7 separate regions of the Mus musculus genome follow, and all the other regions are linked to region 3. A link is a contact called in public Hi-C, HiCAR-type and promoter capture Hi-C data. All regions are on one chromosome and are shown on one strand. The core of a region is the stretch at or near the end of the contact, and the rest is flanking DNA. Distances in the headings are between cores, read along the strand shown.

Region 1 (3,151 bases), core at 629-3,128, 1.8 Mb after region 3:
CAGTTCATTGCTTTCTTCTTAGGAATTCACTATCTAAAAATGAGAAGGACATATTGAAGAATTAGACTTCAACCTAGAACTCAAACCAATAGAAAAGAAAGTGCTTCTCTTAATTTGTGACACTCAATTACCTATGAAGACATGGGTAACATCATCCTGTAATCTGATTTACCTCTGTGGACTCTTGTTTACATGGTTAGGAGAACAAACTTATTTTACATCTCTTTTCTTGACCCTTATGATATACATATTTCTTCTTTTTTTTTCCCTTTGGTCTACTTTTCTTTATTTTTTGCAATATTCATTTTAAATGGACTTAATCCTAACATACATTCAAACATATTTCCTGTCTACTCCCACTCAAAAAATGGAAGCAGAAGGAGAAGTTTTGTCGTCCTGGTTGTACTATATGCAACATAGGAACAGAAGAAGGAAAAAAGTCATTCATTTTACTTTTTTATAGAATTACTGAAACTCCCAAGGATTTACACAGGCTAATCATAGTCAGTCCGAAGTTTGATTATTACTAAGGAATGCTCTTTTACTTTGATTGAGATTTGCAATGCTATGCATGCATTCTAAACCTCTTCCTTAAAAAATATGTTAATTTTTAGGCAGGGTCTTACAAGGTTGTTGCCTGTGAACTTGCTAAGTAAGTAGCCTAGGTAGGTTTGAACTTTTGATCTTGCAGCCTCCATAGGTGCTGGGATACACACCTGTACTACCAAGCCAGCAACAACTGTCTTGAAAGTAACATTTTTTTTTAAACTTAGCATCAAATATATTTCAAATGCAAACTTGGTAAAGTTAACGAAAAAAAAGGGGGGGGGAAGGTATCAGGTTTACAGTCAATCAAATTAAATCATTAAAAGTTTTGCTTTTTGATTCTAGATTATTCATTCTCAATAACCTAAGGTCCAAAAGATGGTTATATTGTATGTCTGAATAATTTTGTAGAATAAAGAAGTAATGACTTACCATTACGACGTTAAGTAATAAACTCAGAAATGTTAAGTAGCGACCAGGAGAAATGACAGGTCTATTTATACACAGCAACAGGGGGTCTACCAGCCCAACTTTATTTACTGTCCTCTTAGCAAGCTGTCCCCTCTGGATGTAGGAAGTTTAAACAGGGTGTCTAACCTCACGCGGCCAGTGCAACCTTCCTTATTGTGGAACATTCAAGAAACTTGAGCTACGGACTCACCCCTTGGGTGAATCCTGACCCCCACCCCGCACCTCCCCAGAAGAACCGCGCAGGATTCTCGTAGCTCCGGCGCTGGCCTCTGACATCTGCCACCTGAGGCCCCGGGCTGCCAAGGGCGGCCTCGGGGTGCGCCCGGGGACTTCCACCCGCGGGAGCGCCGAGCGGCGGAGGGAGGGCGTGTCGCCTTCTTCGGGGGCGCCTGACCTCGTACCCAGGAGGATGCTCCCGCGCTACCTGGGGAGGAGGGTGACAGCACGGTGGCGGAACGCAGGCCCGGGGAAGCTGGCAGGGCGACGCGGTCCGCGCGGGCCGCGAGCCCTCAGGCCGGGCTCCCGCACCTGCAGTCCTCCCGGGCCAGGCGCGCCCAGGGGTGCGGCGGGGTCCAGGCTCCCCCGCGCCCCGCAGCCTCCCGCGCGCCCGCCCGCCGTCCAGGCGGCAGGTGTCCCCGCGTCCTACCTCGGCGCGCTCCGCGACCCCACGCCGTCAGGGGAAGGAAGGCGGCTCCTGTTGGACTGCGGCGGGTCGCGTCCTGCCCGGGCACTCGGACTCCTCACGTGACCCTCCGCCCCGGAGCAGCCGCTCGGTGCCTGGGCACAGCCACCCAGCCAGGTTCCCGCGAACCGAGGGAAGGGACGGCCTCGAGTGGGAGGGGGAGGTATGCCGCTCCAGGAAGTGACGTCACAGCACGGCACCGCCCCCGGAGGCCCACACTGGGATTGCTGGTCCCTGTCTCTGCAGTGGCCCGAACAAATCTAATTTTATCACAGGGAATCGACAGTTTTTTTTCCACAGGCTTTATTACTAGGGAGTTTCTGAGAAATGGGGCTACAATATCTAGTTTGCCAAGTAGATGAAGAGAAGACTTCAATTCCCAGAAGGCACTTTGGCTAGCATAAGTTCGGGCTAGAGCTTTGCATCATGGGACTTGTAGTTATCACTGGTTGGGGGGGGAGGTCTAGAAGGTTAGTCATTTTCCATAATTAGCATTTCTTTGATGGATTGACAACTGATTTGAAGAGTAGGCAGATAGAACACTATTTTATTGTGTATTTGTCCCTGTAATTTAGGACTATGGTAAAGATTCCTGAATGCCTGAATTTCTGAATTTAGCCCAAGTGAAAACAGTATTAGGCTGCTTAGATTTGCTAATTTGAAAACCTTTAGTGTTTCAGCAACACTATTATTTAATATTATATATCAAAGTTTACAGAACCATTTGTCAGTACAATCGAGTTGTCTTATTTAAAGATCATTCAATGATTTCTAGGGCTTTGGAGCGATACCTAGAAGGGGAAAATTGAGAGTGGTGATTCCAAAATGATAATGTGATTTCTGACATAGGTGTAGCTTTTATTGGAGAAATAAGTATGAGATAAACAGAATTCGTTGAAAACATAAAGATATTTTCAGGATGAAATTGCCCTTTTTGTCCTTGAATTAATATAATTGAATAAAGGGAAGAAAAAAGTAAGGCAAAGAAAAATGAACCTTGGAATAGTTTTCTTAATAGGGCTCCAGGGGCCAAGGAAAGAAAAGCGCTCAAGAAATAAGAGTGTACAGGTAGCATAGTTTGAAGAAAGATGAAGATCTTGTAAAGGTTGTTGGAACTGTTTGAGTAATTTTTTTTCAGATTATTGAGTGGAACATAACAGGATATACATATATACAAACATATACATATATACATATGTATATATCGCATATTTTCTGGTATTGATAAATGGCTAGATTTTACTTTCAGGAGATAACTAGACATTTTTAGTAATCAAAGAAGAACATTCTGTGTGTTGTCAGATAAGGGCTACAACATAATCTATATATACAATATAATCTATATATATACTGGCCGGTTCCTACTTATAGACTTTTAGTTTACACTCTATGCAGTGGTCCACAATAGAAATGAACTGTTTACACAGCTTACAGAATAAGATTATTTTTCTG
Region 2 (2,912 bases), core at 234-2,733, 1.1 Mb before region 3:
CATACATTTTTTATTAAACCTACAAGTCTCATATGAAATATGTCACTGAATTAAATTCTTAGAGTGTTCTAACAAATTTCATAACAATATTTGAAAATTGATGTTGGTTAGGCTATTGCTGTGGTAAACTAATATGATTTCATATGCCTACAAAAGAGAGTGTTAAGCTTTTCTGCATGTTTGCCAAGTATTTGATGAAAACTTAATTTTCAGTATGATGATAGTGTCCCTTTGACATGAACATGTAAGATGTCACGGCTGCCTTCTGAAGCAAACCTATCAATAGCAGCCCAGAATATGAATTCATAACAGAAGAAAACAACTTCTTGATTTAACACATGTCAAAATAATAGATTCCTACAGGCATGTTGGTTCATGTAAACATATTTCCAGTTTATTATAAATATGGAAAACCCACAATATAAAAGTCCAAATCACTATGATCTATGATGTGAATTGCTCCTAGAAAAGGTCTCAATTTCATTAGGTTGCACCTTGCAGTTTGTTTGTTTGTTTGTTTTCTATTACATACTTAACTTTCTTGTGTTAATTGTTGATCTATTGCTGTGAAGAGACACCAGATCAAGGTAACTCTAAGAAATTATTTAACTGGGGGCTTGCTTACAGTTTTAGAGATATAGTCCATGATTATCATGGCAGGAAGCACTCAGGCATGGCAGTAGAATGTTAACTAAGATCCACAGACAAAGGCAGAGACTGGGCCTAGAATGGGCTTTTGAACTCTTAAGTTTCCCTCAGTGACACATCTCTGCAACAAAGCCACACCTAATCCTTCCCAAACAATTTTATCAGCTTGGAACTAAACATTAAAATACATGAGACCATGGGGCCATTCTCATTCAAACTACTACATTCAGCTCCCTGGCCCCCATAGGCTTCTAGTCATATCAGAATGTAAAATGCATCAGCCAACTTCAAAAGTCTCCATAGTCTTTTATTTTCAAGACAGCTTACAATACCAAAGTCCTGAGTGTCCTTGAGACTTAAGCCTATTTCTTAATTGTAAAACCCCATAAAAACAAAAAGCAAAATGCTGACCACATACTTCCAACATACAGTGGTACAGAATATACATTACCATTTCAAAGGGGAGGAGCAGGAACTTATTAATGAAGCACTGGACCAAAGCAAGGCTGAAATCCAGTAGGACAAACTCCTAATGTCAAAGGGCTGAGTAGATAGCTCTTCATATCTCCCACACTTCCCAGATTTGCTGATAGAAACACACTTAACAATCTTGGGCTGGTTCCACATCCTGCCTGGAGCTTCTCTCCTTGGCAGATACAACATACTGTGACTTTTCCAGCACTGGTAGATCTCCATCACAATCCATCCTTTACATTCACAGCTTTACACAATGGCTTTCCTGGACTTTCCTGCAAAGACCTACTGCCATGAACCTTTACTTTAGTAATAGCTTTCCTAAACCGTGGAACATTCCACAATACCTTTCCTGTGTCCCACTTAATTCTAAAGCCAAAGCTACATAGCTGAAGCTGCCAACTTCTCCTGCCTGCTGGAGCTGGAACCTGTCCCCTCCTTGAATTACATTTGCATAAGCTTTCCATTGTTGTTTAGGACAAAGAAAACTTTCAGGTCTTTGTTTTCCTTGGTCACAGGATTAGGTTATTGGGGTCTTGCCCAGAGGTTTCTACTCCCTTTTTTCTATCCAGCATCAGGCCTTTAAGCTTCTTCCATGAATAAGCTCCAGTACCAAATGTCTTGCTTCTCTTTTTCTCCCCAAACTTTACATTTTGAATTTCTCTTTGTCTTGTTTGTTTCTCTTCACTGTAGATGTGCATAAGAATGAATAAAATCACTACTTGGCACAATTAATATTAGGCTGTCTTGAAGTCTCCTCTGCCAATGATATTAGTAGAAAATTCCATTTTACCACAGGTGGATTTGTTGGCAGAAAGTAGCCACATTCTCTGCCAAAGTATAGGGAGAGTGCACTCTAATCCAGTTGATACTCTTCTTTTCACCAGTGCCTATGTAGTCCAAATTGTCCTCAGCACTATTTTTCATGCTTTTATGACCTAGGCCCATTATGCCCCACTTATTATTTAACCAACTTTTCTTGTCCAAAGTTCCAAGGTCTTCCAAACAACTGTATCAGTTATACCTCTATACCTTCATCACTTTTTAAGTGTATTTATCCTCTAATTTTTTGCTTTATGTGTGTTTTCTACAAAATCTTACATATGCTTACTTATCAAGGCACTAATGACAAGTTTATATTTCAGTCTTTATTTTTCCCTGAAAATGCAAAGACCTCACAATTTTTCCATATTTTCTTCTCTGATATTAATCTAGGCTCATTTTCTGTTAGTTTCTTAGGGAGAATAAGAAAAAATGTTAGCATTTTTGACTGGTTTTATAGGTAAAATCTATTTAGTACATGCATGTAGAAGAGTACAGGTGTGTGCTTACACTAGCACATGTGTGGAAAATAGAGGACACCATTTGAGAGTTTTCTTCTGTCTCCTTGTGAGACCCAGGGACTGAATTTGTGTCTGCAGGCCTCCACATAAGTACCTCTACCCAGTAAGCCTTCTCTTTGGGCCTAATCATTCTTTTTCCAATTTTTCTACTTTACTTATGCTTTGTTCATTTATTATTAATTTATTCACATTTGTTGGAATCAACAAATAGTACTTCTGACTTTATAAATGAATGCTAAAGTTGATTAGATATTGTTCAGATATTACTTAGCAATGCCTCCACTTTATGGGAGAATGAATCCACTTCTCATGACTGCTCTAGGCAATTACTAGAAACGTGTTGGTTCAAAAAAGAAAGAGAGAGAGAGGGAGAGAGAGAGAGACAGAGAGAGAGAGAGAGGGGGAGGGAGGGAGGGAGGGAAGGAGGGAGGGAAGGAAGGAAGGAAG
Region 3 (3,255 bases), core at 489-2,988:
CAGCAGATGAAACTATGTTCCCTCCTTTAATGTTTTCCCTCAACAACAACAAAAAATACATCAAGGACAGAGAAACCACAGAGCAGTGAAATTCATTAGACACACAGATGTAAGTTATCATCGTGGAGCTTTTAGGCACTTGGTCCTTGGTGAAGAATCTGGTGGCTGGAGACAGACACGGGCTTCAGTCTCTCACCCCGTTAGATTTTTTTTTCCTCTCTATTTAGCCCCAACATGTCTCTTTCCTCCAAATTCTTTTGGCAGTTCGTTTTCTAAATCTGTATATAAAATTCCGACTATCTAGTTGTTCTTTTTAATAAGCCATTTCCCAATCCTTTCTTAAATAGCAACAGACAAACATGAGTGACTTGACCTAAATCAGGGCTGTCACAACCGGAGGAGCTCCGGGAGACAGGCGCTTGCTGAAAGGTGCATTAGCTCAGTTGAAAGAGGATTGGGGTGATGTATTCACTGCTCAAGAACCCATGTGCTGTTGAAGGTGCACTTGGCTGGCAAGCACATACTGCTCTCCCCACCCCACAAAGCAAAGCAGGCAGGGACTGCACCAATCCCAGACTGCGCTTGCTACCACCCCCACCCCCCACGCCGAGCACGCAAAGCCCCAGCTGAACTGGAGAGGAATACCTTTCCCTCCTGCAGTGTGCAGCATTTTCAGGTGATCCACAGTCATCTGCAAGATCTCAGCTTTTTCTAGCTTAGCAGATCCCTAAAAAGAAGACAAAAGGCTTATCTGACACAAGTGCCTTTGGAGAACTTAAAATATGCACACAAATATACATACATGTAAAATACAAACGTAAAAAAAAAAGCAAAAGTCACGTATATCCACAAAATCTGTGGGAATTTGTGTAAGAACATCCAACGACTTGGCACAAATGAGGTTAGAAGCACGGAGGGGAGGGAATCAGAAGGTGCCGATGGCTACACTCAGCGCTCTCATACTTCCATTACCTGCTTCTCAAAGGCACTGGGTACCAGCCTTCTCAGCTCAGACAAACTGTTATTGATTCGGTCTCGTCGGCGCTTCTCGATGATCTATGGGAAGCAGACAAAAACAAAGGAGGGCATTTACGTTATGACTGTACATTCCAACGAGAAGAAATGTGGTTCTTTCCGTTAGTTAATTAATTAATATAACAATGTGCATATATATTTAAATTATTGGGGGGGGGGGTACTCACGCCTCTCCGTCTTTTCCTGGCCAAAACCTGGGACGATGTCGTTGGGGACATGGAACACAGCGCCGAACTCAAGTTTCTGTAAGATGGGAAGCAATTGCCTTGAGAAAGGAAAGGAGAGCCCTCCTACACCAGATTTCTTTGGCAACTTGAGCTGGAGGGCTCGGGGACGATTGCTCCCAGCCAGCAGCTGCCGGCCCACGACTCCCGGCAAAGGGAACCCAGCATCAGCGCACCCCATCCTCTCCTCCCGCTCCGGATCGGTCGGACGCCGCCAACTCACCCATTCTCGTCCGCGCTCTCCTTTTCCACCTCGATGGTCTCGTCCAGCTCACTATCTGAGGAGCTGTAGTCTGGGTGAGCTCTCTTCATGGTGGCGGAGCGTGGGCTCCGAGGAGGGTCGCGCGGCGGGCAAGGAGGAGTTAACTGCAGTGGCCGCTCAGCGCTCGGCTGCGGGAGGTGCGTGCACACTGATCCCACTCACGCTCAGTCTCCGGTTAAAACTCAACCATCCCTTTCCCACGCTGCGCCCCTTCCCATGGATAGGGGGAGGGCGGGGAAGGCGGAGAGGTTGGGGCAGGGGCGGGGCCACGGCTCCCGGGTAACCGCGTGCCCCGGCCAATTGGCGCCTCGCTGCGCAGATTGGCAGCCGCATGGGGGCGGGACGAGCGGAGGCCGAGGCTGGCTGCTCCCCGCCCCCGGAGCCCGCCCCTGCCCGGCGGCAGTGCGTCGGCTCCGCAGGAGTTCGGCTGGGGGCCGCGGGCGGCGGTGGGCCGGCGGCGGGCAGAAATGGGGGGCCGGCCCGGGACACCAGCCCGGCGATAGCCACCGCCCCGCCCAGCCCCACCCCGCGCGCCCGGATTGGCCTGGCCGTGTGCCAGGGCCGCGCCTGCAGCGCCGCCGGTGAGCCGCACGCGCCGCGGGCCGTGGGAAAGTGCCGGCGCCCCGGCCGCCAGCCAATCCGGACGGACGGCGACGGCGGCGGCGACGGTGGCGGCGGCGGCGGCGGCTGCTCTGGGCGGCTGCTCTGGGCGGCTGCATGAATGGAGAAGAATAGCCAGGCGGGGGAGCCGGGCTGCACGAGGGCGCGCCTGCCGGGCTCCTGGTGTGAACCTGTAATCGGAGTCCGGGCGCCGGCGGGCCCCGGAAGCCACCGCCCGCGTCCCGTTCTCTGCACTGCTGCCGGTGCCCCGCGGCTGGAGGCGGGCGTAGTTGGCGGGTCCTACAGGAACAGTCGCCTGGGGCGCCGCTCCTTTGGATGGTGGCCACCAGCTCTGGGAGCAGAGCCTGAGAGACTCAAGGGATGCTGCTTTTTGGGTTCTAGGAGCCTCTAAAGCTAATCCTGCAAGGCTTCTCAGCTTTGGGACGAAATGCATGCCCCTATGCATGTCATTTCCGGGGAAGTAGAGCGCTTGTTTTCTGGGTTAGCTTGAGGGAGGAGTAGCTATCCCCCGAGACATTCATTATGTTGGGATTTTTGCTGTTGTTTTGTTTTGTTTTTGTCCTCCCTTCCCCCTAGTGTTGGCGGCCAGATCCTCTTAGCAGGCGACAGGGTGGCGGCCTGGGTGTTTGCTTCTGAGGCTGTGCGATCATCTGTGCGAGGATGCACGTTTCTGGCCCGCATCGCGCGCGCGCGGACACACACACACACCCGTTGGTCTCAGTTGGGAGGGGCGTTTGGGGTGCTATATGAAGTTCTGCACACCGCTCTCCCCTCTCCCCCACCAAGAAGGGCGACTTTAAAAAAATAGTTTAAATCTTATGGATTGTTTCCCTAGTTCAGCGTTCACAGAAGTAGACAACCTGGAGAAAGCCCAGTCTTTATCCTGCCCCACTCTTGGAGCCTGCAATCCCGTCTATGAAGCAAAACTTCATAACCGTTGAGAAGAATAAAAGAAACTCAACACCTTTGCAAGCAATTCTGTTTCTAGACATGATGGGTTCCATAAATGCAGACTAAACCGAGTTCCCAGGTCCAGTTCTCCATCCACACACTTTAGACCACATCCTGGGTCCTTTTAAAGTTCTCATTGCACTTCACCCTACTGTTCAGAGC
Region 4 (2,913 bases), core at 219-2,718, 1.7 Mb after region 3:
AGGAAAGGTGGCCGCTCTGCCTGCTTCCCAGGACAAGTCACACCCTGTGCTTCCCCTGTAAGAGCGTCAGGTACACGGAGAAGCGCAGGGACACAGAGCAGACAGACACAACCAGATGCTGCTGGCTACGGCTTCACCTTCCTTCTTATTGATATAAGGTGGGCTTCAAGCTTTGAGCATCCTCGCTTAGTCTTCAGAATGCTGGTGGGATTACAGACATTTGCCCTCACGCCTAAGCGCCTTTTCCTGTGATCCAAGCGTCCAAGCAAGCATATAAAAGGCGCTTTGAGTTATAGAATAAACTCCTTACAGCTCTTCAAGAATGCTTTCCAAACTTGGTCACACTTGTTCTTACTGCTCTCTTCTATTCTGTCACAACTGGACATTCTTGGGCTGGGCTTGCCTCCTCACCACTTGCTTCCTCAAGCCACTCACACTTTACCTTGTGACAACATGAACAGAACACCTCCTGACTCCCCAGGACTGTTTCAAAAGCCATCCATCGAATCTTCAACCCAACAGATATCAAGCAATAGACAGTTGCAGAAAAACTGCTGTTGCTATGCAACATTTGGTCATTTATAATGCATGCTACATCTTCTTAATCAGTTCTAATATTCCTTGAGGAAAGGAGGCTGATAAATAAAAATTTCTGAGGTGCCCTAAAATGTAGAGGTCCAGAAGAGGGAAGACACAAGGGAAGTTAATTAGGTAACAGTTCTCTGGGGTTTGTTCTGGCTTTGTGGAGCATGGTGGGGGGCAAGAATAGAGACTTTAAAAGCCTGTGCCTTGAAATTCAATTATAGCGTTAGCTCATCAGAGGCACTTTTTTAGCTTTGTTGCTGGTAGTTTACAAAATGTGCCCCAAGTCTTGGTCCATTTCCTAGCTGATATATATTAATGGCTCAATAAACCCTTTTATTTCAAAGACCTTTGCTTCAAGACTTGTTTTCACGGGGGTCATATTCTATCACCCTCACTTTGGGAACAAAATCATACAGACTTAAAATTGTTTCTATCCTATACAGGCCCCGCTCCCGACGCAGGACATCACCGGACCTGGTCTTGTTCACCCCTAATCCTGTAAATTCGTGAGCCAGGGAACTTGCCGTGTAGAGCCCTGAGGGCTTGGGCAGAGCCGGGCTCATTCTGCGACACAGAACCTCAGAGATCGAGGACCGCCTGGCGAACCCGCTCGGCTGTTTCCGGAGCGCTACGGAGAGCACCGCCGGGAGGAGGGCCCGGCAGGCGCCCCGGCCCAGCATGGGGAGAGCTTGTCTGCAGCCCGCACAACCCCCCGCCTCGGCCACCGAATAACGCTGCACGGAAGCCAGGGACAGAACCGACTCACCTCGCGCGAGCGCACCGCGATCGATGCTCAACCGCCGGCGTCCGAGGGCTCGGTTCTTCGGCTCTTCCGGAGGTAACGGGGATTGCTCCGACAGGAAGTCCCGCCCCATTAAAACCCCGCCTTCACGTCTTCGCTCAGACTGGAGGTGTAAGCCGGGCCGAATTTGCCTTTGTAAGGGCTGGTCCGGTTGAAGTTACCGTGTTCTGGCATTCTCCTGCATACCCTTTCTTCTCTAAGAATCCCGTTTTCAAATCTCCACTTTTGTCTTTATTAGTTTATTTTTTTATTAGTTTATATCATATATGTTATATATTAGTGAAATTAAATATATATAATATATTATATATTATATATTAAATTATATATAAATTATATTAGTTAAATTTCTTTATTAGTTTATATTTTCCCATTTCCCATTCTGCTCTTCGGCTACAGCTAAATTGGAGTTGTGACTGTCATTGGGCACTCTCATTTGTTAAACCTGTAAGCCTAAAGGAGATTTTTATTTTTATTTTTTGCACCAACTCTCTTCTCCATAATTCACTTAGATACAGGTTGTTTGTTGTGGACTTGACGGCGGCAGGCAGTTGCTCTCCGCACCTGCAGCCCTCAATACTAAGGACCATAGGCTTTGTAAATACTATACAAGCACCCTGTCTTTGAGCCGCTTTCAAAGGCGTCGATTTTTAGCAGTGTTCCATTATGTAGCATAGGTTGGCTTCTGAAGTCTTTGAGCATCCTGCCTCCACTTTCGGGCTACAGGCACCTGCCACCACACCAGACAGCACTTGTGCTCTTACGTGCTTAAACATAAGTGTTAGAACGGTTTCATGAAGAGTCCCTGCACAATACAGATGAGGAAAACAAAGCTTGGAGAAGTCAGGGGATTTGTCCCAAACTCACACAACAAGAGCATAGCACCCTGACTCCAAAATCCGCAGAGAATCTTCATGGCTCAACCACTTGCTCTGGATGACCAACAAAGGCTAGTTTATGGTTCTTAAAATGTTTCCTCACGTGGAACAGTACCATGGTAAGTATGTTACTTTTAAGTGGAACTCTATCCAGATGACCTACCCACAAGATGACCACAATGCCCTGGCATAATTACTTGTGAAGTGATTGGTTCTCAGGAATCAAAACAAGAAATTATCAACAACATGTAACATGTCTCAGAGATGAGTGGCAGGGACAGCAAATCGGATTGATAAACCCACAAAGACAAAATGAGTCTACTCTTCTGAAGCCTGCTGCCTTAAGACACTGATGTGGGTGTCTATCACATACTCATGGTTTTTTGCTCTTCCACAAAAGACCTTCAAGAGCTTGGTTTTGGGGTCCTCTATTATCAGTTGTTTGAAAATAAAAATCTTATCAAATGCATGCTGTATGAGTGAAAGAGCCTCCCCTGACATTGCAAAGCAGGACAGATGAGGGACCAGGTATCAGATGTCTTTACATTAAATGATCGCTAGCTTCCTCCATCAGATGAGCAGGACTCCATGGGGCTCATTGCAGCCTCTGCTGCTTCTTCCTTGCTACAGTCAGGTAACTCAGCACAA
Region 5 (3,024 bases), core at 425-2,924, 1.2 Mb after region 3:
AGAATTCCTTTTACAAATTTAATCAACTCAAGTATTAAACATCAATGGCATTAATCCATTGCTCTGCTTAAAAGGAATCTCTAGGGGCAGCTGAGAATGAAAGGTTAAAGATTTCTACCCTTCAAAGTAGGCCACTGTAGCTACCTATAAATCATGCTCTTTGTTTATTAAGATAATTAAGGCCATCAGTGCACTTCACTTTCAGACTCAACAATTGTCTGGTATGAGCAAATCTCCACTTTTACTAAAACAAAAGGGGATGTGTTCTAAAGAGGGTTCTGTGCATGCTCTCTGTACAATGTATGGTATTTTAAAGCATGATTTATGTATCTAATTCCTTGAACTGCCTTGAAAAAAATACACCAAGTTCTTCCTCCCATGCTCCCTATTAGGAGAAGACAGTCTAATTTAAAGACTGCCCTGTTTCTGACTACGAACCACTATATCATGTCAACGTTTTTATTAAATACGGCTCAAGCTGGACTTGAAAAAAAAAATGGAGTGAGTAGAGGCCCAGATGCAGCCCCTGCAGATGCAAAGGTACCCAGCCAGGAGGCTTACATAAGAGATGCAGGACAACTCAGCCATCCTCGGAATCCTGTTTCTTTGAGACTTGCCCACATTCTTAAAGCATATGAATTAAAACGCATAGAGCACTTTTCTCATTTTCTATGCCTTGGAGCACAAAACACTCATTTGACACATAAGTTGTTTTTCCCTAAAGGGCTAGGCTCCAATTATGGGAGGTTGGCAACTTCTGCCTAAGGGAAGAGTGAAGTGGGATGTGCAGAAAGCCTGCAGGCCCGAGCAGCAATGTCTCAGCTTCTCATCTCTGTGCCAGTCCTCCGAGGGGATGGAGGGGATGTAGGCAGAGCTTCCTAGGATGGAGGTGGCTGACGTCCCTGACCCCACGCGGCGCAAAATCAAGGAGCTCAGAATGTGCAATTTAGCGGCGGGCCAAATGCCCTCGGAGCACCTGTCTCCCCTAGCACATTTCCAGCTGGCACATTCGGGAGAGGCAGGAGCCAGCCCTAGACTCCAGCCTTGAGTCTTCGAATGCCATGCCCCATCCTTTACAGTCCAGTACGCCTTCCTCCAGCCGCAGCCCCGCTAACGGGAGGTAAAACCTCGGCCTGGAACCACAGGAATAAAACGAACCTGTCCTTCCCACGCTGCCCGAAACTTCAGAAACTACAGTCAACTTACTGGTTCGCAGAGGTCTTCTGGGGCTCCAGAGCTCTAAAAAGCGCTGCAACTCCGCTGCTCGCAGCCGGGCTGGCCCGCGGTGGGCAGTGGTAGCGGGCGCAGGACCCTCCTGATCCTCGTCGCCTCGGTTCTGCCGTGCCGGGGGAGGTGCGCTCTCCCGGGCGCACCGGGCGGCCGCAGAGACTCGGACTGCACCGGGAACCCGAGCAAACGCCGTCGTGGCCGCCAGCCCTTGAGAGCTGTGCTCGGAGCTCCGGGTGCGTGTCTCCCTCTCTGAGGGAATGCGACACCACGGAGTCCCCGCACGAGAGGCTCCAGAGCGCTGCAGAGTCACCAGTCCGCCCCGGAGGAGCAGTCACAGCACCCGCGCGCCGGGCGGGAACCGCAGTCCGCACTGGCCGCCGCGCCGCGGAGAATGACAGCGCCGAGGCGGAGCAGCGCGCGGGACTCAGTGCGCATGTTCGCGACTGCTGCGGCACGTCACGGGGGCGGTGCCAACGGGCGGGGTTGGGCGGAGCGAGAAGGGTGGGGCGGGGTCGGGGGGGGGGTTGCTGCGAGGCTAATGTGGCTGCCAGCTGCAGGGCAAGGAGCTGGAGCTTCGCAAAATCAGGGCTGGTGACCAAAAACTCTGTGACTGAGGTTGTCTCCTTAGCCCATTGTCCCTTAAGAAGCAGTCTATGGGGAACTGCCTTAGGGTCCCAGGACAGCCTGCAAAGGTCAAGTTTAACCCAGATGGTTGCTTAACCTTCAAGGACTGCAATTTGCAGGACACCTTTCACTTTGATCTGATGCAGAGTAAGAACTTGAGGAGCTTGTAGGAGCCCTTTGTCCTGGCTGGACTCCAAAGTAAACACAGGAGACTCTGAGAGGTGGGGCCCAGGTATGTAGGTTGTAAATAGCCTTGCCCAAAGCTCCCCAAGAGAATGTGCTGGTTGTATGGTAATACAACACTTGCCTACGCACATTCAGAAGGTCTGGAGGATGGGGAATCCCTATTCCAATAGGGTCCAAGACTATTCCAGGGCTGCAAGCCTCCCACACCCTGTTCTTCCTTGCCACTTACGAGGACAGAGACCCCAGAGCAGCTACTGGCGTGTGGGTCTGCCTGAGAATCAGGTGAAAATGCTTTTAACTTGGAATTTCCAAGGCGTATCCACTATGGTTCGGGTTCACCCACTGGGCACTGGGGGAGGGAGTGGGAGGGGAGATTGTGTGGGGGAGTGGGGTGGGGTGGGGAGGACTCGAATATTGCCTGGAACAAGCTGCAGATAAATCTGACAAGGGTTTTGTTGGCCTTGAATTTTAACTTATTAAACAAGCAACCCGGAAATGGGGATAGACAGTGTGGAAACAAATAACCAGTCCAGATGTGACACTCAGGACTTCTGAGCCAAGTCCACTGAACTCTAAACCAAACAGTTATTTGTCTGACAAGTTCATTTGTTTTCTCTAATGGGGAAGAACAGGCACGAGTGATATTAAACATACACACATTCACTCAGGTAGTGTGAAGTTGGCTGGATAAAAACGGCTCATTAGGAGCAAAGGGGTGGGAATAGGGAGTTGAGTAAAGGAGAAAGGAATGTTAATACGTTGCAGAGGAGGATGTGTAGGAGATATTAAACTCAGTCTTCAGCTTGGAAAGGTACTTTGAGAATAAGGATGCAGGATCCAACTTGGCTGGATTTAGAGGACGGTGAGAGGTTCGTTGGTTTGAGAACTTATAAAGGTCTGGATTTCACCACCAGGCTGTACTAGTGACTTTTCTCATTGCTGTGACAAAATGTTTGGCAACAGCAGCGACTCAGGGAATGAAGG
Region 6 (3,229 bases), core at 556-3,055, 1.7 Mb after region 3:
TCCCAGCAAGTGGCCACATAAGCTACACAAACCCAGTCACACTGCTTTCACAATGGCAACCAGACAGTACTGCTCAGTCCTTTACAGAGAACTTTAATAGTCCAGAAAAGATACCTTGTAGGGTATCTTAATCCAAAATGCCAAGAGGGTCCCCCTAGGTAATCATGCTTGCAGACTAAGGGCCCGAATGTTTTCCTAGAATGAGAAGCGCCTAGTGAGCTATCACTATTGTTATTAAACGAATCATAATACTGTGAGCTTCAATTTCATGCCAAGAAATTAGAGATATGTGTCAATATGTAAACTCAAACACATAATCTGCAGAATTTTTATACTTTTTTAGATTTATTTTTCTTATTATTGTGTGTGTGTGTTGTGTTTTCTTGTTTGACACAAATGGAGGGTGGAGGATAACTTTTCGGGAATCAGTTCTCTCTTCCCACTGTGATTTTGAGGCAGGGTCTGTCTTACTCCTGGCTAGTGCCTCTGAATGAGGGTCCTGCCTACAGCCATGCTCCTGTCTGAGACACACGCCGAGGTTTGGATTACAGACTTTGTCACTGGCCCATTATGTCACTTTCAATGGGAAAAATTGGTTGTGTTTGCTATTTTGAGACTTAGAGGGTTCAAGCAAGTATTATATGCCATTCAAGGTAGCCCAGGAGGAAGAGTTATGATTAAAATAATTTCTTAGCATCACATATCCCTACTTAACTGCACCCCCTTTCTGCTAGTCCAAGAGATAGGCCTCATCTTAATAACACTACAGATATGTGAAACTGGAAAGGATGAGCTATATCACAGATGGTAGATATATTTAGACATACTAGTAAATCAACCTGACAAGATGTATATAACTTAACAGTCAAATTCAAATAGCCAAGCTTCCCTAGGAAAGGACTACATGGGGAAAAAAAACCAAAAAACAAAAACAAAATTGATCTGCTGAGTGAATGGTAAAGGACATATACAACAACACGTCCTGTCTTGCCTTTGCTTAGTGCAGGCATCACCTACTGCAGGAATCCAGGCCAAACCCAAGAGCTGCATTCAAGACCTTGTTAGGAACTAACAGAAGCTGCAGCATGAGGAAACCCTCTGCTCACATTTGGAGTGCGATCTAACAGACTGTGAGCCTGACGCTTTAAGGACTTGCCGGCTATAGGAGTCTAAACACCCTGAACTTTGACGCATACCACCAGGGCCTATGTTTATGACAAGGTCTACCATTACCATAGTATTTATTAAACCTTCCTAAAATGTGGTTTACTGATCTGCAACTAATAGCTTAAGTTAATATTAGAAACACCAAGACGTCTAAAAACCTGCGAACACACTGCTGAAAACTGATGCTCTTCAACGCATTTGTCAGACAAAAAAATAAAAAATCAATCAAGAAAAAGCCTGGGAAAGTGGATGCTCCACGGTGGCAATGGTAAGGACCGAGGGGAACTGGAGTCCTGATCTAAGTCGCTTCGCCGACCAGGGCTTCTTGAGCAAGGCCATCTGGATACCCCGAGGAGTCTGCAAGGTGTGCATTCGGGATCTGCGTGCAAACCAAGGGAGCCACAAAGTTCGCCCCTACACCGAGGAACAGTAACAAAGACACCACCAGTATCACCCTGGAAGGTCGCTCACGCCCCGCGTCCTCCCTCACCCGCCGCCACCGCCCCGGCCGTCAGAACCCGGCCCAGGTCTCCCGCGGATGAAAATGGGGCTTCCAGCGTCACCTCGCTGCCGGCAGTGCTGCACCTGGCAGTGCTGCCCAATGTCCAACTCCGCCATCTTTCCACCGCCGCAAGGGCAGGGGGCGGGGCAGCGCTGGGAACGTCAGTCCGGAGCGGGCAGGACCGAGGGCGGGGCGTCCTGTGAGGTGGGTGGGGCCTGTAGTGGGGCAAGGCGGGGCTTTCGGGGGCGGGACCCCCGGTGGGGTGGGGCGGGACTCCGCGATGGGGCGAGGCGAGCATGCGGGGCGGGGCCCACAGGAGAGGCGGGGCCTTGAAGACACTTGCGCGCTTCCTGGAGGTTCCAGCACTCTCCAGAAAGAGAAGAGACTTAGTAGAACTCAATTCTTGTAGCTGAGGTTCTCGGGCTCAAATTTGAGAAAAACCTAGCTCCTCTTTTGGAAACTGCACTCGCTGTTCTCTACATTGAGTCTCCAAAATTGAGAACTCCCTCACGAAGATTTCTTGATTTCTTAAGTAACTGTATTCCCAGGAGCCAACAAAGACCTGGCAAGAAGGAGCTAAAGGAGTCTGCAACCCTATAGGTAGAACAACAATATGAACTAACCAGTACCCCCAGAGCTCATGTATATGTAGCAGAAGATGGCCTAGTCGGTCATCATTGGGAAGAGAGGCCCCTTGGTCTTGCAAACTTTATATGCCCCAGTACAGGGGAACGCCAGGGCCAAGAAGTGGGAGTGGGTGGGTAGGAGAGTGGGGGGAGGGCATGGGGGACTTTTGGGATAGCATTGGAAATGTAATTGAAGAAAATACCTAATTAAAAAAAAAAGAATGCTAGCAAAAAAAAAAAATGTTATAGCAATCAAGAGAGGTACCGGGACACTGATTACTATATTGTCTTGATGTTTTAGTTTGAAGTAAATGCCCTCACCATGAAAGCATTAGGCTTTTGTTTTTAATTTAAAGGCTTCTTTTAATTATTTGTTAAAATTCTAGTAAGGAAAAAAAAAAATACATGCAACTAAAGTGTACATCGCTCCTCGGTTAGGAGAGCACACTGCAGAGGCAAGCTCCTAGGTCATAGGATGAAGGGAGCTGTTTGATGTCTGACGAGCCTCTTCATTAGAACTAAGGGGAGGCCTTGCCTTGTAGGTGGGGTAGGAAGGGATGTCTTTCTACTGACAAGACACTGGACACAATCAGAGTGGATGAGTGACAATCAGCTGCAGACCTGAATAGTCTCCCATGTGACTTAAGGGTACTCAAATGCTCTCCTGAAGAGTAAAGTGAATACAATTGCCACACACCATACTTTTTCAGTGCATTCTGGATATTCGAACAGACACCACAGGCTTGGGCAGCAAACAGTTTTTTCAGAGAGCTAACTCCCAGCCCTTGCGATTTCTTGAATCTAAGGCTCAGCAACTTACGTTTTACTAATGTTGGTACAGTCAAGCAACAGTAGATTTTCTAGAATGTTACCGTGACTGAATGTTCTAAATAGATGGCAAATATATATCCCACCAATCCAATCAGAACATTTC
Region 7 (3,064 bases), core at 194-2,693, 1.3 Mb before region 3:
CCCAGGGTAATACTGGCAACCTCTAATGATGCTCACGAGGAAGGCCAAGATATGAGGAATGAGGCACATACACTGCAGAATACTAGTGATAAGGAAACTCCCTGCTTGGAAATGACTTGCTTGGAAAAGAAACCCTGGCCAAGCACCAAAAAGAGAAAATCCTAAGCTGCCTTTCGCCCTTTGTACTACCAATCACCTAACTGTTGGTTAGCCAGTACCTTGGAAGGAAGCAAAAGGAGATGTGCAAGATTTGTGGTAGCTCAAAATGACCACTCTTGTAAAAAGTTAAGTAAATATGTTCTTTTCCCAGAATTTGCCTCACTGCAAGGTGCGCTAAGAGATAGTCCTCTGATTGTTTAGAAAAACCCACTCAATGTCTCCGGTCCTTAAGTCTGTCCCCTTAATGCCGTTAAAGGTTAACTAATGATAAACTGCTAAACTGTGACTGAAAACTGCTCTTAAGAATGTATAAAAGGTGTGTGCTTTAGCTACTCGGGGTTGCTTCTATCCTGATTTCAGGATGACCCCAGCATGCTGGATCAATAAACCTCTTGTTTTTTGCATCAATCTTTGTCTCTGCGTCTCTGTGAGTGTGGGACATAACGGACCTAAGGCTTTTCGGGTCTTACAGACGCATGGAGGGAGAGCCAATTTAAGGAAGCAAGGACAAGAGGCTTGTGTGCATCCATGCTTAGTTTGTCACCAAGGGAAATTCTGAGAAATCCCTTGGGAGTTACAGGTATCTGCAGATGTGAAATCTGCCTCTTGTTTTTTCAAATATTATTGCTTTCACCCAGGCAGTCTAGCCCAAAAGCAAGGACTGTAGGGTACAAGGAGAGAGCTGGGATGCGCATCTGTCCACTAGCAAACAGAACTAAAATCCTGGAATGACCCTTCTCAGTGTCCTTGGGTGATTTCACTGCTCTCCTCCTTTCACTGGGTTGGAAGAACCCCATTCTATCACAATAGCAAGAAAATGGAAGTCCACAATCTTCAGCGTTCATAACTGTTTTTACTCTGTGTTAAAAATCAAATGACTCATGTTATGAGGGTTCTTAAAAAGGCCGGTTGCCCATTTTAATATTTTCGGAGTATATGACTGTTTATTTCAATAGACAATCATCCCTCAGATTCGGCGAAATGAACAGTACTGATAAGGAAGATGGAGAGGGTGGGAAACCTACACAGTCAGATGGAGCTATCCAAACAGCGATAGTGACAGGGGAGGGCGGAGATCAAGGACTCTCTGCAAAGAAGGTCTGTTTGCCCCTTCTGTTTTGTTGCACAATCCGGCAATGCTGCGGGTGTAAAATCGGTCAGAGAAAATCAGCCTCCACTCCGGGGAGCAGCGTCTTTCGGGTGCAGCTGGCAGACGCAATTCCTGGAACACAGAGCGGCGAGTCTCCCCCCGCGGTTCGCACCGAGTGCGCTGCTCCGGCGGGCGATGACTTCATGCAGCCAGCCTGGAGTAGCCAGCGGCCGCTGCAGCTGCAGGTGGGGCGGGGGCCTTGCGAGCCCAGAGCCCAGCACACGCGGCCAGGCGGGCAGGACTGCAGCCAGGGGCAGCCGGGACGCGTCTCTCCATCCTGAAGGTAAGCCGCTGACCCGCGCTTTCCGATCCAAGACGGCTTTCCGCCTGGTTGGGGCTAGCTTTGTAGGATCCGGGAAAGAAGAATTAACCCGCTGCATTCTACAGTGGGAAATGGAGCAAGGGAGTGAAAGGTTGATTAGCCTTGAATTGAAATGGGAAAAGAGGTGTTCGGAAGAAACAAAGGGGCTTTTCAGCCCCCAGCTCTTAAAGGCGACCAGCCATTTCCGTAGCAGGTTGGTTTAAACACTGATGACTATTAGAAATGTAAAACCGTCTGAATGTCCATTTAACCTTTGTGTCTTCTACTTTCCATCAGTCTTTCTCAGGCTTGGGAGGCGTGTGTCCTTTGAAGCAGTTAGGGCAGTAATCCGTAATCTCTCCCCTACACGTCCTCCTTGCTTCTCTGTCATCTCTGGTGTGATACCTGTGTGTTTCTTCTCTCATCTCAATGTCATGACACCTGCTTGCTTCAATACAGTTCCTTTGGGAGTCAGGGTGCAGTGAGAACTTCGCTCCCCTCCCGAGTTCTGCCTAAGGTGGGCTGCACTTGGCAACTTCTACCTTTATTTTCCATCTTCTCTGCCAATCAGCTCATTGATTTTCAGAGATGCTGTATCTCATCGTCTTTTTCCCTTCTTCAGTTCCATGACTGAGTTCATTAAGGACCCAAGAAGGGCTGTGCCTCACAGAGGGTTTCCCTTAACACACCCCTGTAGCTGTACAAAGGAATAAACGTCCCGCTTTCAGCTCCGGACAGACATGGTTTTCCCGAAGTGTTTTTCTTGCTGTCACCCTGGTTGGCTAACGAAAGGCTTGCTTGAGTGGAATAACAGAATATGTTGGGCTATGCAGACTGTTCTCTCTGCATACATGGGTACAGGAAAAGGAAACGGCAGTCTCTCCAAATATTTCTAGTTCAGCTGGGGTGTAAGAAAATTAGCTGTCAGAGTTTAGTGTAACCATTCCAAAACCAAGTAGTGTGTATGCCTCAGGTTTCCTCAGTAACCCTAAGCTGGGGCTTTCCTGTTGGCAGACAGAAAGCCAAGGTGACCCCAATCTCAGACTTTGATTATTTGAGCATGCCCAGGATTGTCTCCTTATGTACAGGCTCCTCATACCCTCACACACATGAGCTACCCCCACCCACTACCCTTTCCACCCCCAGCTCAAGCCCTTATTCTCAGCTGGGGACATAAGTTTGAGTAAGATATGAAGCAGGTAAGATGGCTGTAGTGGGTGGCTCAAATGTGTGCCTCAACTACAGAGTAGTTGCAGTAAACTGGATTGTGTGGAATCTGGGGGCCAACATTCCGTATATAAGAAGAGCTGTCATCTCCATACTTGAAGATGACAGTATGTTCGACTCAATGGCCATGCCATTTTATTCAGTGAAAAGGTAAATCGGTGAAAATCAGGAGGGCCTTTAACCTACAAATGACAAGTGTGCCTGTTTCCCTTCCCAGTGTTAGAGAT

The links. Promoter capture Hi-C pulls out the DNA fragments that hold promoters and counts their contacts. Hi-C and Micro-C count contacts between places; a contact is called where the count stands out from the background. HiCAR-type assays count read pairs that join an accessible place to other places. Capture Hi-C pulls out chosen DNA fragments and counts their contacts.
Region 1: a promoter capture Hi-C map of adipose tissue shows a contact between it and region 3, with 4 times the contacts expected there. The contact joins the promoter of Snx16 here to the promoter of Hey1 in region 3. A contact is called at or near these places in 4 of 39 promoter capture datasets (liver, neutrophils and pre-B cells), 3 of 484 Hi-C or Micro-C datasets (CD4 T cells, double positive thymocytes and regulatory T cells), 1 of 115 datasets of contacts at active chromatin or transcription factors (astrocytes) and 2 of 9 other capture datasets (adipose tissue and liver).
Region 2: a contact with region 3 is called in a promoter capture Hi-C map of embryonic stem cells, with 3 times the contacts expected there. The contact joins the enhancer-like site here to the promoter of Hey1 in region 3. A contact is called at or near these places in 6 of 39 promoter capture datasets (the 3T3-L1 cell line, 3T3-L1-derived adipocytes, embryonic stem cells and 3 more), 1 of 115 datasets of contacts at active chromatin or transcription factors (astrocytes) and 1 of 9 other capture datasets (embryonic stem cells).
Region 4: a promoter capture Hi-C map of pre-B cells shows a contact between it and region 3, with 7 times the contacts expected there. The contact joins the promoter of Impa1 here to the promoter of Hey1 in region 3. A contact is called at or near these places in 6 of 39 promoter capture datasets (the HPC-7 cell line, embryonic stem cells, hippocampal neurons and 2 more), 1 of 484 Hi-C or Micro-C datasets (CD4 T cells) and 3 of 9 other capture datasets (adipose tissue, liver and macrophages).
Region 5: a promoter capture Hi-C map of liver shows a contact between it and region 3, with 5 times the contacts expected there. The contact joins the promoter of Pag1 here to the promoter of Hey1 in region 3. A contact is called at or near these places in 5 of 39 promoter capture datasets (embryonic stem cells, hippocampal neurons, liver and 1 more), 3 of 484 Hi-C or Micro-C datasets (CD4 T cells and embryonic stem cells) and 2 of 115 datasets of contacts at active chromatin or transcription factors (astrocytes and pancreatic cancer cells).
Region 6: a contact with region 3 is called in a Hi-C map of double positive thymocytes, with 15 times the contacts expected there. The contact joins the promoter of Zfand1 here to the promoter of Hey1 in region 3. A contact is called at or near these places in 1 of 39 promoter capture datasets (liver), 4 of 484 Hi-C or Micro-C datasets (CD4 T cells, CD8 T cells, double positive thymocytes and 1 more) and 1 of 9 other capture datasets (liver).
Region 7: a HiCAR-type map of astrocytes shows a contact between it and region 3, with 8 times the contacts expected there. The contact joins the promoter of Pkia here to the promoter of Hey1 in region 3. A contact is called at or near these places in 1 of 39 promoter capture datasets (hippocampal neurons), 1 of 484 Hi-C or Micro-C datasets (cerebellum) and 1 of 115 datasets of contacts at active chromatin or transcription factors (astrocytes).

The regions. Positions count from the first base shown.
Region 1 is chr3:10,438,252-10,441,402 of GRCm38.p6, forward strand. Snx16 (sorting nexin 16) reads right to left here and starts at 1,879. Exons shown (of 8, transcript NM_029068.4): 1 at 1,664-1,879; 2 at 1-33.
Region 2 is chr3:7,578,133-7,581,044 of GRCm38.p6, forward strand. The region is part of intron 2 of Il7 (interleukin 7); the gene reads right to left. Among named protein-coding and RNA genes, the nearest start is that of Gm16685, 33 kb to the right of the region's middle. Within about 2 kb of position 1,484, at least 11 of the 459 cell types and tissues checked have an H3K27ac peak or open chromatin away from gene starts, as enhancers often do. A contact at or near this core is called in embryonic stem cells and stem cell-derived epiblast-like cells, where this site is marked.
Region 3 is chr3:8,665,300-8,668,554 of GRCm38.p6, forward strand. It overlaps Hey1 (hairy/enhancer-of-split related with YRPW motif 1), which reads right to left and starts at 1,739. Exons shown (of 5, transcript NM_010423.2): 1 at 1,483-1,739; 2 at 1,203-1,278; 3 at 973-1,056; 4 at 646-727. The coding sequence starts at 1,571. It overlaps LOC115489673, which reads right to left. Exons shown (of 2, transcript XM_030252957.1): 1 at 1,925-3,255; 2 at 1,625-1,779. The coding sequence starts at 2,587. The coding sequence ends at 1,639.
Region 4 is chr3:10,329,971-10,332,883 of GRCm38.p6, forward strand. Impa1 (inositol (myo)-1(or 4)-monophosphatase 1) reads right to left here and starts at 1,469. Exons shown (of 9, transcript NM_018864.6): 1 at 1,352-1,469. It overlaps Slc10a5 (solute carrier family 10 (sodium/bile acid cotransporter family), member 5), which reads right to left. Exons shown (of 1, transcript NM_001010834.2): 1 at 1,764-2,913.
Region 5 is chr3:9,832,005-9,835,028 of GRCm38.p6, forward strand. Pag1 (phosphoprotein associated with glycosphingolipid microdomains 1) reads right to left here and starts at 1,675. Exons shown (of 9, transcript NM_001195031.1): 1 at 1,207-1,675.
Region 6 is chr3:10,349,512-10,352,740 of GRCm38.p6, forward strand. It overlaps Zfand1 (zinc finger, AN1-type domain 1), which reads right to left and starts at 1,806. Exons shown (of 8, transcript NM_025512.3): 1 at 1,731-1,806. The coding sequence starts at 1,785.
Region 7 is chr3:7,365,161-7,368,224 of GRCm38.p6, forward strand. It overlaps Pkia (protein kinase inhibitor, alpha), which reads left to right and starts at 1,444. Exons shown (of 3, transcript NM_008862.3): 1 at 1,444-1,592.